2 separate regions of the Rattus norvegicus genome follow, and region 1 is linked to region 2. The links are chromatin contacts, called in public Hi-C maps. All regions are on one chromosome and are shown on one strand. Each heading gives the region's core, a stretch centred on a gene start, on an enhancer-like site or on the middle of the called end of the contact. The rest is flanking DNA. Distances are from core to core; before and after follow the strand shown.

Evidence for each region. A called contact is a pair of places that touch in the nucleus more often than the background predicts.
Region 1: a Hi-C map of frontal cortex shows a contact between it and region 2, with 1.7 times the contacts expected there. The contact joins the promoter of Zcchc8 here to the promoter of Denr in region 2. A contact is called at or near these places in 2 of 12 Hi-C or Micro-C datasets (frontal cortex and kidney).

What each region holds. Positions count from the first base shown.
Region 1 is chr12:38,528,842-38,531,876 of GRCr8, forward strand. It overlaps Zcchc8 (zinc finger CCHC-type containing 8), which reads left to right and starts at 1,400. Exons shown (of 14, transcript NM_001400968.1): 1 at 1,400-1,624; 2 at 2,928-2,970. The coding sequence starts at 1,420.
Region 2 is chr12:38,343,199-38,346,015 of GRCr8, forward strand. It overlaps Denr (density regulated reinitiation and release factor), which reads right to left and starts at 1,542. Exons shown (of 8, transcript NM_001115046.2): 1 at 1,474-1,542; 2 at 662-764. The coding sequence starts at 755.

The DNA.
Region 1 (3,035 bases), core at 150-2,649, 190 kb after region 2:
CCCCACTGACCCTGCTGTGAGGACAAGTGCACCTCACAGCAAATAATAACATAACATGTTTTGGGGATGTAGCCTGGCTATAGGCACCACAAACCATCTGACCTCGATAAGGCCTGACTCAACAGTCCTGAGAAAAATGAGAATTAGGGCCAGCTTGCCCCAGAAGCAGGGTGGCCTAGAGTTGAACTGAGCCCAAGTTACAAACCAATGAAATTGCTTTGTGTGACTGTTGCTAACTGCCTATGTAATTTTCCCTATAAATCCCTTCCCCTAATTGGGCTCGGGGTTGACTCCTCTGTCTCCTGTGTGAGATAAGTGTCCTCCCCAGAGCTCTGGTTCCTCAAGTACACCTCTTGTTTATTACGTCAAGACCGGTTTCTCGTGAGTTCTTGGGGGTTGCATTGTCTCGAGATTTGAGTGGGGAGCTTCCCTACCCTGGTGGTCTTTCAATATAAGCTACTAGAGAAATAATAAAGTTGTTGAAGCTTTTTAAAGCCTTGCCTCCCCACGTGGTGTGTGTGTGTGTGTGTGTGTGTGTGTGTGTGTGTGTGTGTGTGTGTGTGTGTGTGTACGCGTGCTTGCGTGCTTGCTTGCTTAACATTAATCACCAACCCCTCCTTGGATCACTGACTACACTGCAGGAACTGGCCTCTGACAGAGACCACAACCATCCTGACATTATTATTCGTTACAGGTTATAATTTCTTGTGATTTTAACATGTGATGACGAATATCCATCCAAACCCAACTGGATATGAAAGCAGAAACATAATAAAAGGTTTTCTGATTTGTTTTTTCCTTCCCGTCCCTGATTGGCGTTCATGAGGATACATATATTACTTTGCCCTAGCGACGTGCCCCACGCATTAAAAGTAGTCAATATATGGTGAATGAATGAATGATGAACCTATAAAAAGCCTCCTTAGAGAAATCTAAGTGTAATAACCTAATCTTTCATTCATTTACAAACGAAATAAGCAAAATAAAGTATGTCTAAGAGTACACATGTCATCTGCGGCAAAAGTAGAATTCCTGTTTTCTCTTTTCGACATTGGGCAACCGCACCACAACTTGTCAAAGCCATATATCCGGCTTTGATTCTTCAGCTTTGGATGCCTAACGGAGACAATCCATATTGTTTTAACTCATTCGGAACCGTTTTAAAAAGGTTCAATCCCAGTGTGCAATGCAAACAATGAGACCAGTCGCTTAGAAACCACATATCCCAGGATGCCACGCTCCAGGACCCAGTCGGAAGGAGGCATGAGGGAGGCCTTGGCATTCTGGGAGTTGTAGTCTCCGGCCAGGTCCCGCCCCTAGACGGCTTTGGAGGCCTGTGTGTGGAGAAAAGCCTCTAGGGAGAGCGGTGCTGCCCTACAACCTTCGCACCCTGCCCTCGAATCTTTCCCACAATCCAAAATGGCGGCCGGTGTGGATTTTGGCGACCTAGAGCTATTCGAGGCGTTTGATCCTCAAGAGGAGTCGACCCCGAAGCCCGTTCACACCCGCTTCAAGGACGACGAGGAGGAAGACGACGACGACGATGAGAATGGGGTGGGTGACGCGGAACTGCAGGAGCAGCTTCGGCGCTGTGAGGAAACCATCGAGCAACTCCGCGCCGAGAATATCCTTCCGGCTTGTTGGGCCCTATCACCTGGCACTTGGGGTCTGTGCGGCGGCGGGCGGGGGCGCGGCGGAAATTCCAAGAGAATCCGCATTCTAAGTCATTTCTCCCGCGGCCCTGCCGGCTGGCGGGCGGGAAGTCTCGGTCCGGTTGCAACCGGGGCCTGCGCCCAAACCCTTGCTTGTGAGAATCTTCCTGTGCAGACCAACCTGGCCCCCCAGCTCAAAGCTGCTCTCCTGGGTGACTCCAGAACCATAACTGTTAGATTGGAAACACTTCTCTCCCAGTCTTTGAGGTCACCGTATTTTCTGTCTTTGCGTGCCAAGCTCAAGCAGAGACTAGTGTAGATGTGTGTTTGAAGATGCGGGTATCGCAGCCGCGGAATGGGATATTTGTGGAGGGGCAAAAGCTGAGTGCCCACTCTGATGCAGAATCGGGGGCCTTAAAGAGTTAGCATGCAAAGAGACTTGGTTAATTGTCGAGATTAGTTTTACATTTCTTGAGCTAACTCGCATCGAAGTGCTCTGGGAAAAACGCGCCAAAGTTCCCTTCGACTTTCTTAACATGATTATAACGTATGTGGATTTGCTGGTATGCTAATTTCCGTTCTTAGGTCGTTTTAGTTCAGGTAACTTTACTTTTAAAATTTATCCTGAATCCTGAGCATGTTTGACGTGTCAACTTTCGAAGTTAAAGTCTGATTTTTTTTTTTCATGATACTATTTTCCCGTGACACTTTGAAAACTTTTTTTTTTCTTTTTTCTTTTTTCTTTTTTTGTTCGGAGCTGGGGACCGAACCCAGGGCCTTGAGCTTGCTAGGCAAGTGCTCTACCACTGAGCTAAATCCCCAACCCCTGAAAACTTTTACAACGCTAGAGAGTTGGAAAGATTGTGCATTTCCTATCCATAAGTGTACTCTCACATTCTTGTTAACATTTTGCTATATTGCCTTTATAATTTACCATTTTGCTTTGACGATGGAAATTTTTCTTAAGTGATTGCTTTAGCTTGTTCCCAGAACACCACGATCTAACTGAAATTTTTGGTTGATCTCTTAGACTGTTTCTGAACTTCAGGGATCATGTCTTACATGTTCAAAGGGATGAATATCGTTTTAATGTTTAGGTCCAGTTGTCCTGTCCTCGGCGAAACATGTACCCAGTGTGTCTCCCCTCAAAATGCTTACAGGTCCTTCTTTACATTTATAACATTTGGATATCAAAAGTGAACGTTTTAGTGGCTGGATTTTATGACCTGCCTAATTGTACATCCTGAGGACTGATATTCCTTAACCAGTAATAACATCAAGAACTTAAAAGAAAGTTGAACATTCTGACAAGACCCAGGTATGAGATCTTGAAATGACACCTAAGATGCCCCTTTGCTGTTCATCTCTTTAGTGACAGCATCT
Region 2 (2,817 bases), core at 292-2,791:
CCCAAGACTGTCACGCTACGCATCACTCCGACCTCATCTCTATGTACTCTTTAACCAACACCCTCCCTGTACTGTAAGACTTGAAAGCTGCTCAAGGAGCTCATGGGTAAAGGTATCTGATGCCAAGCCTGAGGACCAGCATTCAATCCCAGGATCCACATGGCAGACATAACTAAGGCTCACAAAAGGTCCTCGACATCCACACATGGACCATAACACAAGTACACGTAAGAAGCACAAATGAAATTAAAATGTAATGGGGCAAAAAAACAAAAAAACAAAACAAAACAAACAAACAAACAAACAAACAAAAAACCCAAAAACCTGTTCAAGATTCTAGTCCCACATCAAGCTCCCCTCACCAGATCCCTCCTCACTCCAGTACTGGGACTGAACCTAGAGGTTTTGAACTTTCTGGACAAGTGCTGTGCCACTAAGTAACATCTCCAGGCCCTGCCTCTCCTCCTAACATTTCACTTCCTCAGCTTTTCCATACTTCTAATAACCCATGGGTCCTCACTAGGCCCACCCCTCTTCAACTAAGAATCCACCCAACCACAGAGACATTTGGGGGAGGTAACAGGACCAAATGTGAAGCTGTCAATACTGGGTATAAAAAAAAAAAATAAAAAATCAGTGAGCAAGTCACTCCAACACTTGCCTCCACAATAAAGGACTCGGAGAGGGTAATCCGCATCTAGCTTGGCACTGTTCTTCGTATCAGCCCCGCTGGATTCAGAAATGTCAGTAGCCATCTCACAAACCTGGAAACAAAACGACACAACTTCACGATCTGGGAGCTCGACCCCGTAAAGCGGCACTGGGGTGCAGTCTTAGCTTTCACCATGGATCCCTGAACACCAAAGCGGTTTTGATTCTATTAAAAAAAAAAAAAAAAAGGACACGAGTCTCATTAGATTCACTAATGATCAACTGCAGGCTTATCTACCTGGTCCAGGGGTTTACAAGGCAGCAAGAATAAATGGGCCATGAAGGCTCAGAGTTGGGGGCAGGGGCAAAAGGGACACCAGAGGAAAAGAGGAAGCGGTAGGGGGCAAATAATTGGGGTGGGTGACTTCTACAAAGACCGGGCAGGTCTGAGGTTGATATGGGAGGGATGCAAAACTGCAGTTAAAGGTACAGACATCTCTCTGCAGGACAGGGGCGAGTCACTCGAGGGTGCCCAGAATGCAAGGTGCGGCGACAGCAAAATACCGAAAGAGACCGAGCCAGGGGACGAGAATGGAAGTGCCACGGCCTGGAGAGATAAAATCGGGCCAGGACCAGGAAAAGGACCGGTAGCCCATAGGGAGGCTGAGGCTAAGGGGAGATCCCGGGAACGCCACAGGAGGCCCCCATGTGGGCGGGCGTGGAGACGCTCGGCCCGGCCCCCTTCCTTCAGGCAGCGCCTCGGCTGCCCTTAAGACGCTCCACCAGCTCCTCAGAAGCCACAGCAGCGCGAACGCTCGTTACCCAGCCGGTCGCACAGCCCCCGCCGCCTCCGCTCCCGCCAGCTGAAGCGACACATGCAACTCCTCTTCCCGGCCACAGCTGCCCGAAATCCGTCTGCTGGGCACGCTCGCGCGAGACAATAAGCCTTTATCGCGATATCCCGGCGGCCGCTAGGCGGATGTCGCGAGAAGCCTACGTGCTGGGGGAGGGCGGGGCGAAGAGGGAGGAGCATGCGCCCTGCGTTGAGCCTGGGTGAGGGGGCGGGACCGAGTTGCGTAGAGGCGGACGGCCAGTAGGAGGCGCACGCTACCTATGAGCAAGAACGAGCGAGCGGCTCTCGGTGTTCCTGCGCAGTGGGGCGTGGACTGGACGGGCACAGAGGCTCTTGAGTCACAGGTGACTCCCTGTTAGTGATGTGGGGAGCCTTGCCCCAGTGTCTGGGCTACATCCTAGAACCCCGACTAACCACTAGCCTGATGCATAAGTCACCCCTCGGCGGAGAGACTGTGGCTGGATGAGACATTGGGTTTTATTTCATTACGATTCCCTAAATAGGAATTACTCGTGCAAAGCTCATATTAATTACTGTTCAAATTTATATCATCAGGCTGACAACTATTTCCATATACTCCTTTGTGCATATCTCACCTTCTACGTGTTCTATACTGGAATTTTTCCATCCTGTCTCAGGATTTCTGGTTTTAACCACAGACGTCCTTGTTTAAGTTTTGCTTCCTTGTTTTTATTTTGGGGAAATCCCTCCATCTGCATCCTCAGCCCAAGTCCCACTTGTGAAACAAGAATGACACTGGGACAACTTTCAGAGCTCTGGTAGGAAGACAGTTGCTCTTTTGGTTAACATCGCCTCTGTCACATCCACAAAATTCACCTTCTCCAAATCCAGCTTCATTCACAGCCACTGCTGCGATCCCTTTAATTTTCTGCTTATAGCTTATTTTGCATGAACTAAGCTACCTGACATATGGCCCCATCTCTGGCATCGTCTACAAAGTTTAAAGCAGTTGGCCTGTAGCTCAGCGGTAGGTCATTTGCCTTGAATGGACAAGGCTCTGGATTCAATCGACAGACTGGAAATAAAAAGATTACACAACAAAAATGTACATTTTGCTGAGCATGGTAGTATGCATGTTAATCCCAACAACACCCAGAAGGCAGAGGCAGGTGGATATCAGCCTGGTTTACAGAACGAGTTCTAGGACAGCCAGGGCTAAACAAAAACCCTCTCTTTAAGTGTGTGTGTGTGTGTGTGTGTGTGTGTGTGTGTGTGTGTTTACCCAGACCTGGCCATCTATGCCTGTAGTTTAAGCAACCGAAACAGGAGGATTGCTGAGCTTGAGGTCACCC